2 separate regions of the Rattus norvegicus genome follow, and region 1 is linked to region 2. A link is a contact called in public Hi-C data. All regions are on one chromosome and are shown on one strand. The core of a region is the stretch at or near the end of the contact, and the rest is flanking DNA. Distances in the headings are between cores, read along the strand shown.

What was found. A called contact is a pair of places that touch in the nucleus more often than the background predicts.
Region 1: a contact with region 2 is called in a Hi-C map of Schwann cells, with 5 times the contacts expected there. The contact joins two enhancer-like sites. A contact is called at or near these places in 8 of 12 Hi-C or Micro-C datasets (the A7r5 cell line, the Rat2 cell line, Schwann cells and 4 more).

What each region holds. Positions count from the first base shown.
Region 1 is chr13:67,928,333-67,934,901 of GRCr8, forward strand. Lamc1 (laminin subunit gamma 1) reads right to left here. Exons shown (of 28, transcript NM_053966.3): 25 at 6,279-6,478; 26 at 5,221-5,379; 27 at 1,332-1,431. Among named protein-coding and RNA genes, the nearest start is that of Lamc2, 37 kb to the left of the region's middle. Within about 2 kb of position 3,584, at least 40 of the 93 cell types and tissues checked have an H3K27ac peak or open chromatin away from gene starts, as enhancers often do. A contact at or near this core is called in Schwann cells, where this site is marked.
Region 2 is chr13:67,810,165-67,816,400 of GRCr8, forward strand. All of the region lies in intron 8 of Nmnat2 (nicotinamide nucleotide adenylyltransferase 2), which reads left to right. Among named protein-coding and RNA genes, the nearest start is that of Lamc2, 81 kb to the right of the region's middle. Within about 2 kb of position 1,712, at least 12 of the 93 cell types and tissues checked have an H3K27ac peak or open chromatin away from gene starts, as enhancers often do. A contact at or near this core is called in Schwann cells, where this site is marked.

The DNA of each region.
Region 1 (6,569 bases), core at 2,334-4,833, 120 kb after region 2:
AGAGACATCTCTCCAGCCCCCAGAGGATGTTTCTAAGTGCAAGAACGCACCATGCCTCAGACCTCACTTATGCTGAAGAAGGAGATTCGGTAGGACTCAATCCTCTGCAGGTTTCTAGGTGTAATCTAGGTGTAATCTGTGGACCATTTCAGTATCGTCAAAGAACGCCACAGTCTCTAAGGTAGAAGCATACATCCTCAACTCCTAGGTTTCGGAGAAGGTGGGCTGGTTTGGGGAGGGGGTCACTTCCTGCTTATCAGAGTTAGACGCCACGGGGAACCTTCTTATGGGAACAGCCAAGGTTGGAACGCTGAGATACTGTACACAAAGCTTCGCTCGAAATGTAGCAAGAAAAAAAAAAGTTTCTTTTGGAAGAAGATGCTCTATGGAAAACAAGACAGAAAGAGAAGCAGTTTCCTGAGCCCAGGTTGCCTCACCCACTCTCAGATGGTTGAGAATTATCCGCATGCATTTGGACAGCCTAAGGGATAAAGTAAGATGTAAAGCCCTTGCTTTAGCTTGCTCTCCTTCTAGGCTCGCCTGAGGCACATAATTTATTATTATCGGTCTCTGAGACTGGTAAAATATTATTCCTCCCCCCACTTTGAAAGAAAAAAAAACATTAAAAACAAATTCCTGGTCTTCAGCAGCTACACGACTCTCTCGTGCTGGAGTCCGGTGACAAAAGAACATAGGTCTTAAAAAAGATCTGCTTTCTACCAAACTGGGTTAAAATGAGAGCTCAGTGTGCTTATATGTCCTTGGAAACAAAACAAAATAAACCCAAGTGTTGCTCTCTTTTGGTGTGAAAGCTTTCACTTCATCAAATTGTTCTTCAGTTGGCAAGTGAAGAGAATTCTGGGCTCTCAAGTATCATTTTTATTCTACCCCTGAGCCTTTCTTTTTCATCCCTTAAGGATGCTCCACCAGTGGGCAGGACTAAGGGGAGATGGCTGTTTATTTGCATGCTGGACCTTGTCCACAGTGGCACCCCTAGCTGGAAGCTCATCTTCAAAGGTGAGGACCATGGTGCCCTACTGGGGCTGAGTCCAGGGAAGGCACCTCAAGTACTTGAACTTAATAGAGTCCCCAATTCACTTGCACTCTAGAACTGAGAGCCTGTCAGTGCTCCGACAATGCAAACTACCCTTACAAGGTTCTGCCAATTGAGACACAGTGTGCACCGTTATCTTTTAAATAAAAAAAGCGCTAAATGAGACATCCATATGGATGTGTTAACGGATGCTTTTGGAGAACTCGAACCAATGTGCCTCTGAACCCGTGGACCCACACCTGCGAGCAGGGGCTGCACCAACTCTTCCGTTACTTACCCAGCTGCTCCAAGAGGTCGGTCAGTTGGCTGAGGAGGCTGCTGACAGAGTTTTTGGCTTTTCTGGCATTAAGTTCAGCTTCCTGAGCAGCCTGTGAAGCCTGCAGAGGAAGAGGATAAACAGCATGAACACTTCTGACTCCATGTTCTCCTCTTCTCTAAATATTTTCCTCCAGTGAGCCAGCAGGGCTATTTTCAGATGCATTCCCCTTTTCTAAGCGATGAATCAGAGTCTCTCTCTCTGCGGGGTTTTGGGGTGGTATCTTCAGGTGGAGGATGTTATTTCTACTGCAGAGAATGGTATATACTTTTTTTTTTTTTTGATTGTTTCGGGGGTTTTTGGTTTCTGGTTTTTTGAGACTTACTATGTAACCTAAGTTGGTCTCAAACACAAGGTCCTCCTGTCTCAGCCTTCCGAGTGCTGGGCCTATACCACCTGGGGACCCTTAATGATATAAGCAGTCAGAAAACCAATATGATCTCATTTTCTCTCTTTCCCCCACTCGAGACTACTTGGGGGTAAACACAGGATGAAATGTATTAAGTAGAAACAGGTTATTATTATTTTTTTTTTTTAAGTACAGGTTGAACATAGGAATTATTATTCTAGAATGTGAATACTCTTAGGGCCCTGATTATTAGAGATGTCTGATTCTTGTTTTCTCCAGAAAGCAAGACTTTTCTGAGAATTCCCTACACACACACACACACACACACACACACACACACACACACACACACACACTCTACAATGGATATTTTCAAAGTCAACCAAAGGTAAACATATTTGGGAAAGTTCCATGAAACCTGAACAAACACACAGCACATGAGTCACAGGAAGCGGCGGAGGAAAAGGAAACAGCTACGTAGCAGAAAGCAGATGCTCTCCCCAACAAACCCCAGCCAGGATATAAAGGAGTGGCTTTGCACTCCCGGCCAGTAATTATTTTTCCTAGTTTTGGGGTCAGAACAAAGCAAATATTTGGGGATCAAAACATTGTGGAAATTTTAAAAACAGAAATAAAAAAAATTAACTGTTCAAATTGCAGCTGTTCTTGGAACCCATACAGGCTTCCTATGAGTTCCTAGGACTGGGCCACAGGACTGTGCTGGGTTTAACCTGTGGTGTCTTCCAGAAAGAGCCACAACCCTTCTGGTTGAAGAAAATGTTACTCAGGCAATACTAGCTGAATGTTGGACTTTCAAAACTGATATAATTACAAAAGAGAGAGTATATAGGGGGATGGCTTGCTGCTCTCAAAAAGTTATGGACCAAAAATAACAAGAGAAACTTACTTTTCACTCTTTGAATTAAACCCATATCCCTTTTTGGAACTCAAATATGTATCCTTTATTGTTTTTTGTGCTTTAAACACAATGCTTCCATTGTAGTGACATCCACAGGGCTGGCAAGATGGCTGAATGGGCAAGAGAACTTGTCACGAAGTTTGACGACCTGAGTTCTAGTGCTAAAGTGCACGTGGTGGAAGGAGATCAAACTCTCCCAAGTCGTCCTGAGACCTCCACATGTGCCTTAGGGCACATGCATTCAAACCACAGGAAATAAATAAATGTAAATTAAAAAGAAGTCCAGAGATTCAGCGTATGAGAGAAGACTGATGTTTGCTTCATCGTAATTTTCATTTGAGTCTCACTTTGCATTGAAGAAAGAAAAAAATCACATAACAATTCGACACAAAGTTTAAAAACGGCTATTTAGCCAGTTGTGGTGGTGGTGCACACCTTTAATCCCAGTATTTGGGAAGCTGAGACAGGAGGATTTCTATGAGTTCAAGGCCATCATAGTGTACCTAGAGAGCTACAGGGTAAAACCATTCGGTCTCAATTAAACAAAAGCAAAAGAGAACAACAACAACAAATAAAAAACTCAGCTGTTTGTACAGAGCGGTGTACAAAGTTGTAATCACTTCCACAGCCCTTGCATTCCTCCTTTCTATCCCAAAGTAAACACAACCCACAGCTAGAGGCCCTATTTCATTCGGGGCTTTGGAAAACTGGCCTCTTCCTGACACTGCAAGGGGTAAGTCCCTGTGACTGCAACACCAAACAGGACAGGGATGTCAGAACTCCAGGAAGTTCTGAATGCAAACTACAGCACGAATGAACAGAGCTGCCCTCCTCCCTTGTACGGCAGCCTCACAGGTCCCCTCTTCCATGTGGTATGATACATGTCTGCTGGCACTGAAGGTGCACAGCGAAAGCAGGCGTGAGGCAGCGTGCTTCCCCGCAGTGCTACACAATGCCTCGCAAATGTCTTGTACAAGAGACTGGCCTCTGCCTCTAGTGAGCGAGCAGCTGGGAAAACTAAGAAAGAAACTGGCTTTTCATTGCAATCTCCTTTTTAAAAATTTACCCCATGTATGAATTATCCATTCAAACGACATTAAAAAACATGGCATTCACAATTGTGCTTTGTTTTCATTTGTTCTGTTTCAAGTGTTGGGAACTGCAGCTGTGGGAGAAGCTTTGGGACAGGACAACGTCAATACCTGGCAGAGGAGCCAAATTCTTTGTCCTCTATGTAAGCGTCTGACAGATTCTTGACCAGAAAATGCGATACAAACGGAAGCTCACATAGAAGAGGCGTGTGTGTGCTTGTGTGTGAGTGTGTGTATGTGTGTATATGTGTCTGTCTGTGTATGTCTGTGTATGTCTGTGTGTATGTCTGTGTTTATGTGTCTGTGTGTGTGTGTCCTGTCTGTGTGTGAGTGTGTGTGTGTATGTCTGTGTGTGTGCATGCGTGTGTGTGTCTGTCTGTCTGTGTGTATATATCTGTCTGTCTGTGTGTGTATGTCTGTGTGAGTGTATGTGTGTGTGTCTGTGTGTGTATATGTCTGTCTGTGTGTGTATGTCTGTGTGAGTGAGTGTATGTGTGTGTGTCTGTGTGTGTATATGTCTGTCTGTGTGTGTATGTCTGTGTGAGTGAGTGTATGTGTGTGTGTCTGTGTGTGTATATGTCTGTCTGTGTGTGTATATGTGTCTGTCTGTGTGTGTGCACGTGTGGGTCTGTGTGTGTGTATGTATCTCTCTGTGTGTGTATGTCTGTCTGTGTGTGTGTGTCTGTATGTCTGTCTGTATGTGTGTATGTCTGTATGTGAGTGTGTGTGTATGTGTGCATGTGTCTGTCTGTGTGTGTGTCTGTCTGTATATGTGTGTGTGTGTGTGTGTGTGTGGGTCTGTGTATATGTCTGTGTGTGTGTATGTCTATATGTGAGTGTGTGTGTATGTGTGCATGTGTCTATGTGTGTGTCTGTCTATATATGTGTGTGTATGTCTCTGTGTGTGTGTGTGTGTGTCTGTGTGTGTATGTCTGTATGTGAGTCTGTCTATATATGTGTGTGTCTGTGTGTGTATGTCTGTATGTGAGTCTGTCTATATATGTGTGTGTATGTTTCTGTGTGTGTGTGTGTGGGGGGGTCTGTGTGTGTGTCTGTGTGTGTATATGTCTGTATGTGAGTCTGTGTGTGTGTATATCTGTGTGTGTGTATAGCTGTGTGTGTATGTCTGTATGTGAGTCTGTCTATATATGTGTGTGTATGTTTCTGTGTGTGTGTGTGTGTGTGTGTGTGTGTGGGTCTGTGTGTGTGTCTGTGTGTGTATATGTCTGTATGTGAGTCTGTGTGTGTGTATATCTGTGTGTGTGTATAGCTGTGTGTGTATGTCTGTATGTGAGTGTATGTGAGTGTGTGTGTGTATATCTGTGTGTGTATGTCTGTATGTGAGTGTATGTGAGTGTGTGTGTATATCTGTGTGTGTGTATGTCTGTGAGTGTGTGTGTGTGTGTGCATGTGCACGTTCGTGTATGTGTGTATATGTGTGTGTGCTCGTGTGTGGGTTCCCGGAGAGCACCCCTCCACTGTGCCTCTTACCATTCCCGCCATCATCATGTCCTGGTCGGCATCATCTTGCTTCCTCTTCAGCTCATTCTCCGCTTCCTCTAGCTGCCTCAACATGCCATTCACCTCGTTATCCAGGTCTGTCACTTCCGAGAAGGTTCTCTCCGCATCCGCCTTGGTACTGGTGGCATTCTAGGCACAGAAGAAGCAACTGCTCACAGCACAAGCCAAAGGTCTCGGAGCAGCTTTCCCTGCTGGACAGCACATTCCTAGTCCCTTTCACAATCTGCAAAATGGCCCGGGTGGGGTCCAGGGAGAGCATCACAAAGACAGGCACTATCCCGACTCAATCTCATCACCTATTAGGTTCTCATTAAAAGAAAATCATTGTCAAATACTACAGCATTTGCTTTTCATCTGTGCTCTCTTTAATCTTTAGTATTTCCTGTCTGTTCTGACCATGTGTGGCTGAGGTCACACACAGAGAACAAGTACAAATGTAACCGTGAACCCTTCCACCGCACCATAGTGATCGTACTTTTTCAAGTGGATATATGTCAGGTTCAAAGGCTGGCGGCCGTTCTCGAGAGTTTAGCATCATGTTCCAAAAGGCCACATCCTGAAACATGTGCAACTTACGAAATAGAATCTATTTAAAACCAACCCTTTTCAAGAAATTAAACTTTTTTTTTGTGATTCTCAGACACTTAATTTTAAAACAAGCTCTAATCTTTCCTTAAAATAAGTAAGATGAATCTTTAAATAAAAAGAGGCGGCCTGAAGAAATGCCTCTTTAGAGTGGAGAGAGCCTCTGCAGTGTGGTCCACAGCGGCTCTATGAAGGGTCTGGAGAATGCTTATTTAGGGGAGGGCAGGAACTTTTGTGGGCGGGGTCTCTGACGTATTCTAAGACCCACCCTTTTCACAACTCAGATCCCACGTCAAGACTAGAAAGTCCTCTTCCTGATTCTCTTTCTTCAGTGTATTACATATTCTCATTAGTATTGCAAAGAAAAGAAACAGACGAGGGTGGTTCCAGAGCGTTCTGTGTGTGATGTGCGAGCAGGGGCTGGAGAAGACGGAAGCGCTCACCTTCTGCACGCCACTGGCAATCCTCTCCGCCTCGTGGGCTTTGTTCTTGGCCTCCGTGGCGTCAGCTGCTGCATTGCCCAGCGCCAGCTGTGCCTCCCTTGTCTTCTCATTGGCTTCAGCTATGGTCCGGTTGATGGCGGGAATTCTCCTTAGAGCTTCTTCAGCAGCTGTCTTGTTATCGTTCACTCGTCTATCAAAATCTAAAAGGAGTTCAAGACATGCATTTAAATTAAACTGCCGAGAAGGAAAACCTTCCACCAGGCTGCAATTGGATTTTGGTTTTTTGTAATA
Region 2 (6,236 bases), core at 462-2,961:
GTGTGAACAGGAAATCCCTGGGGCTGTTTACTAAGTGGGACCTGTGGGGAGCCTCTTGGCCCGTGTCCCTGATGCCAGTCTCTCTCCTGGTTAGCTCTCTATGGGGTAGATCTCATTTCCTACTTGATGCTTTGGGTCTCTACCCCACCCCAGGTCTTCCTGGCTCTCAGTCACGGGTGTTGAGCTTTTTAAAGCATTTAGAGCATTGGCTGATTGAGAAACAAAATTTAAGGGGCTGGAGACGTGGCTCAGCAGTGAAGGGCACTAGGTGTTCTTGCAAAGGACCTCAGTTTGGTCCCCAACACCCATAGTCTGGCCACTCACAACTACCTGTAATTCTGGTGTGTGTGTGGGGGTGTGGATAATAGAAAGACTATGATGACACAACCTTTAGGGGGATATGGAGCATGTGCATGAGGAACTATGGCGACAAAGACATGTCACATTTGGTGGTGAGTCATTGAAGGCCTGAGAACCTTGTTCTGGAATGTTTCTAACACAGGGCATCTGATGCCCTCTCTAGGCCTCCTAGGGCACCTGCACTCATACAAAACACATACATTACACACACATACACACAACAACAACAACAACAAATGTCACAGTGAAGTCTTGTCCACTCCAGTGATTCCCCCTGATGATGTGGGAGAGGGGCTTGCCACAGTCCTGACCAGTTTGACTTCATGGATTCCTGAGAGTAGTCAGAGGATGGATAAACCAGCACCAAAGAGGGTAACCAGATAGCTTCAGTCTTCTTGGGAATTTAGTGCAAAATCCCAAGGCTAAGGAGACAGTCTGGTGCTAGAGTGTGACCCTTAACCCCCCAGTGAAGCCCTGGATAGAACTCCCAGAACTGCAACGCAAATGGAAAGCAGCAGCAACAACAACAACAACAACAACAGATCCAAAGACTGAGGCTGGAGTAGTAGCCCAGTTGGTAGAGTGCTTGCCTCATGTGCACAAAACCATGGGTTCAATCCCCAGCACCATATAAACTAGTCCCAGGATTGGGAGATCAGAAGTTCAAGGTCATTCTCTACTACGAGTCCAGTTCAAGGCCACCCTGTAATGCAAGAGGCCGGGTCTCAAAACAAAGAGGATTTTTAAAAAAGGTTCAAAACCTGACAGTCTCACATTCTTAGAACTTCCTGTCTCAGGCTGACAGACAACCTGGATGGCTGGTCACCTGGGAGACTTAGGACATCCATCCCAGAGGGCACAGTAGTCCCTGCATCTATCCTGTCTGAGGCAGTGGTACGAATCCCAGTTCCCTGCAGAAACAGTGGGATTGGAGTTAATCAGACCTGGCTGCTCCAGCCTACAGCAGACCTGCGTCCTGATGCCACCCAGCCAGTTGCTCTTTCCCAACTCTGCCCAGTCTGTGAGGGTCTTAGGATCATTGCTCGGAGGTAGAGGGGAAGTACTATCTAAAGATACAAGGCTCCGGTGTAAAGAGTCCCCATCCACACAGATTGGGAAGAAACGGGAGCTTGTTCGTAAAGGGTCAGCCTTACTGTGTCTTCTGGAAACTGGCTGAATGGGCCTGCCCCACAGCAGACAGCCCACAGCCTCTCCTAGTCCATCCCAGTCTGCTCCGTAGTCAGCATAACTCGCTTCAAAGCTCAGAACCAAAACTCTCCCTCAATGGCTCCACGCCCAGCCCCACAGTTCCCCTGAAGCAGTGTCCGCTGGGCACAAAGATTCATCAGTCCACAGTGAAATCTGACCTCCTGTGCCCAGTGACACACCCCGTCCCTTTACATTCCGCAGAGAGAGAATTCCGTACATATTCATCGAGTTTCTCTCAAGTGGCGCACAAAAGAGCTGCTGTGTGGCCTCCCGGTTGGCATTTTTGTTCTTGTTGGGGGGTGGGGGGATAAGAGCCAGGCTCCTGGACCAGCCTCAGGGCCCAGCAGCCAGCACCATGCCCGCTGGCTTTCCTTAGCAGGCTAGTTTCTTCTGTTACTTTGTATTCTCCGGGCTCCGGGAAAGCAGGGCGTCTTTGGGCTCATGGAAGATGGCGTTCAGCGTTGCACAGAGGGCATCTCAGTAGGGGCCTAAATCTGCCGGTCCCTCTGGATCCGGTCAGGAAGCAGAGGGAAGGGAATGATGGCTGGTGCTCTACATATCTTCTCTGTTTTATTCAGTCTGGGTCCCAGCCCGCGGAAGGTAACTACACACACTCAGGGTGGCTCTTTTCTCCTCAGGTAAACTCTGTAAACACCCTCACAGGCAGGCCCAGAGATTTGTCTCCATGGTGACTCTAAATCCCATCAAGTTGATGGCTTCCCTGAAGTGCCCTAGTCCTTTGTTTTCCAGCAGGTATCCAGACACAGGTCAGGAACTAGATTAAATTAAGGCCGAAGGCTCCTGGGTCAGCCAGGGCTGAAACCTTTTCCTCACTCCTCCCTTAAACAAAGCCCAGTCCGTGGTGTAGGGCTCCACTTCAGCCTGGTGCTTTGCCCATCGTCTAGTGGAAGGGAGGCAAGCAAATTAATTCTGATTTAAGCATTCCTCCTTTTGATCAACCTCTCAACGGTGCCCTTGTCAACGTAAACATGCATTTGCCCACGAGGTTCTTGCAGGCTAAAAATACCCTAGTTATTAAAGCTTATGTTGTTCTCCAGCACGAAAATATATAGGAAGTGTAGACGTTTTTGAACCCCGCTGTCTCAGTAACTGTCGGTTGCTACTTCGTCATTTTTTTTTTCTTTTCTTTTTTTCCGGAGCTGGGGACCGAACCCAGGGCCTTGCACTTGCTAGGCAAGCGCTCTACCACTGAGCCAAATCCCCAACCCCTTCGTCATTCTTTTGTTGCACTTAAGTCCTGGGAATTTAAGTTTATGGTTTCCCACATGCTAGCCACAGAACTATCTCCCTATCCCTTTTTGTATTCTTCTTAAAATTATCCTGTTTCATTTATTATTATATGGCATGCAAGTGCCGGAGCACACAAGTGGAAGTCAGAAGACAACTTTGTGGAGCTGGTTCTCTCTTTCCACCTTTGCGTGGGTGCTGGGGATCGAACTCAGGCTGTCAGACATGTGTGATAAGCACTCCGACCTGCTGAGCCGTCTTTCCAGCCGGTGTTGTTTGTTTGTTTGTTTGTTTTTGTTTTTTGGGGGTTTTTTGTTTTGTTTTGTTTTTCATTTTAAAGATAGGGCTTTCCTAAGTTTTCTTAACTAATGATCCTCCTTCCTCAGCCATGTTAGCAGTTAAGATTAAAGGAGGCCTCACCAGCCTGGGTTCATCCTTTCAGTTTGAAACATTGATTGAGCACCAACTGTTGGCAACAATCACTAGTCTATGGCTAGGAGAACAGAGAGAGATAAAATATTTGGTTAGTCATCTTGCTTTCCAGCAGGAAAGACAATGAATTTTATTCAGCCGTATCTCATAGATTGTCGGACGTAACCCCTTTGAGATGGGATCTCTATTCCCATCTTAAAAATATAGAAAGGGAAAAAAAATATAGAAAGGGGACTGGCAAGGTGGCTCAGTGAGTAAAGGCACTTAGGACAAGACTGATGGCCTGAGTTCAAGCCTCAACTCACGTGGGACAAGGAGAGAACTGGTTCAGGTGGATTGTCCTCTGGCTTCCACACACACAACATGACGTGTACACGTACACACACACACACACACACACACACACACACACACACACACACTAAATAAACAAACATAACAATTTAAAAATATATACAAAGAGGGGGGCTTAAGTAGGTTGGGACTTGCTCTACATAGCACAGCTGTTGATTGGCAGAACAGGGCCTCACGTGATTCTTCAGATCCTTGATTCAGTTAACATGAACCTGTGGAAGAATGACAGGCATCCCTCAAAGCAGGCCCAGGTGAAGGCACAAGCTGGGCATTGAATCACCTGATCCAGGTTAAGTAGTCACAAAGAGAAAAGGTTTTCATGTAGGGAGGAGGCTATGAAAGACCCAGTAGAGGGCACAAGCCTCTGGGAGGCGATGGATGGCTTGGGAGGCGAAGGCAGAGAAGCGAGTCGATCCTTTTCGTTTGGAGAGGCGCTGGTTTTTGATGGAGTGATCTAAATCACTGAGTGTGATCATTGCCTGTACTGGCCATTCTCAGGGTATTGCCATTTTAAACAAGCACGAGTTAATGTTTAACTCAAAGTATTAAATGCCTAAAGGTGTAATTCCAGACACCAGAAGGCGGCCAGTGAGGAAACTCTCTTTCTCTTGAACTTCTTAAAGCCTCGCATTCTTTTCATTGGTTGTGCCCTACATGCCTCCAACCAACCAGTTATGGACTAACCGGCTTCCTACATCCATCAGCTATGGGAACATAACCAAAGAAAATAAACAGAGGAAGAGCTGGGGGCATTAACTACTCCAGAAGAAATCCCAGGGCCCCAGGATAAATGGGGCAAAGACAAACATGTGGTTATTCAGGCTCAGATGACTTTTTATCAAACTGCCTAACTCCAGCCCGGAAGCAGGAAGCCAGCCGGACTCTTCCAGCCCCGGGGGATTAGGTCCCCACATTGCTAAAACCCAAACTGAATAATCCACAGCCGAAAGGGCCTTCAGTCCCAGTGATGCTAAATTTGGAGGCTGATTTCTGCTCAAGGATTTCGTGTAAAAGGCGCTGTGGATTTGGTTTTCTGGCTTTGGACACGAGGCCGGAACTCTGGGCCTTCCCACACTCCCAGTCAAGCTGACAGCGCAGTGGGGTTGGTTTCCTCTGGGAAGCCCCGCTGAAGGAGCTTTCATTTGTTTGCGTCGAGGGCCATCCTGGAAGTGCACTCCTGGCTGCCCGACTCTGATCACACTAGCTCTGGCCTAGCCTTTCCTTCAGAAGGGTAGAAGCCAGAGGGGTACAGAGGATGCTCTGCAGGGGAGTGGTTCTCACAGATGGGGATTTACGCGCGCCATTCTCCCGTTTCTTTCCCCACCTAGAAGTGCCTACAGCTGCATGCTCTAGGGGGCGACAGAGAGCAATGAACTGAGGATACCTGGTAAGGATTGATTTTTTTTTTTTTTTTTTTTTAAGAGCAAGGTGGTGGTGGTCGTGGGTATTTTCCTTCCTTTATGTCTAGTTTTTTTGTTTTGTTTTTCATTTTTTAAAAAAATGATCCATGATTTTCCTGCCTCAGTCCTTGAGTTCTGGGATTATAGGAATACGCCACCACATACACAAGGTATATTTTCAACTTGTGGTATTTTTTTGTTGTTTTTTAAATTTTATTTTATTTTACTTTTTTATGAGAGAAGGTTTCTCTGAGCCCTGGATGTCCTGGAACTGGCTCTGTAGACCAGGCTGGCCCGGAACTCATAGAGATCTGCCTGCCTCTGCCTTCCAAGTGCTGGGATTAGCAGCGTGCCACCACGCCTGGCCGGAGTTGTGATTTTTTTTTTTTTTAAACTGAAGAAGTTTCAAGTCACTATAATATGAGTCTTATCGATGGATCTAGAAGTGTGAAGCGGTGGAAAGAGCGACCCAAGAGGGATCAGATTCGATCACTAGCTGTGTACGTAGGACATGTTCCTGAATCTCATCAAGTTGGTTCCTCCATCTAAGAAATGAGAACGGAGACACGCATCTCAGAAGGCCACTGTAAGGATGAGATGAGATAATAAAGCCCCGGGGAGAGTTGCTGGCACGTGGCAGAGCCCGTGGTAAATGCTTACTGATGGCCCCGTGCATCCCTGACTGCCATCTACAAAAAACACAGGAGGCCGGAGCCGCTGGTGTGCTGGACCCTGAGAAGAAAGTGAGCAGGGCTCTGAGCCCTGCTTTAGCGTGATCTCACTGGATAGTACCAGTGAAGCCTTCCTTCCACGCCTTCAGTGCGTCTTGAAGGATCGGTCTTATTGCCAATGAAGTTGAGCCCGCTGATTAAAACACCCGAATGACCTCTCTGTGTTGGAATGAAATCCCCTATCATTATGATCAGGGCTCTGCTTGTTTCGTTTGGCTGTTTGTGCCCGTTGCTCATAATGTGTTAGTCACTGCAAGATATGAGTCACTGAACGTTAACTTGCCCATCATCCTTCAATACACTCAAAAACGATCTTTTGTTAAACCGCTCAATTCCTGTTTTTAAATTATTTTAAATGGTGTGTTCTTTTTCTCTTTAATTTTTGTCACATGTACACGTACATACGATATAGTCTGCTGAGTGCATTTAGTGTTGACCATGTGGTGTTGAATGACCAATGAGAGCACTCGTCCCAAGGGAAGATTACTTCTCCTCGAGGCAG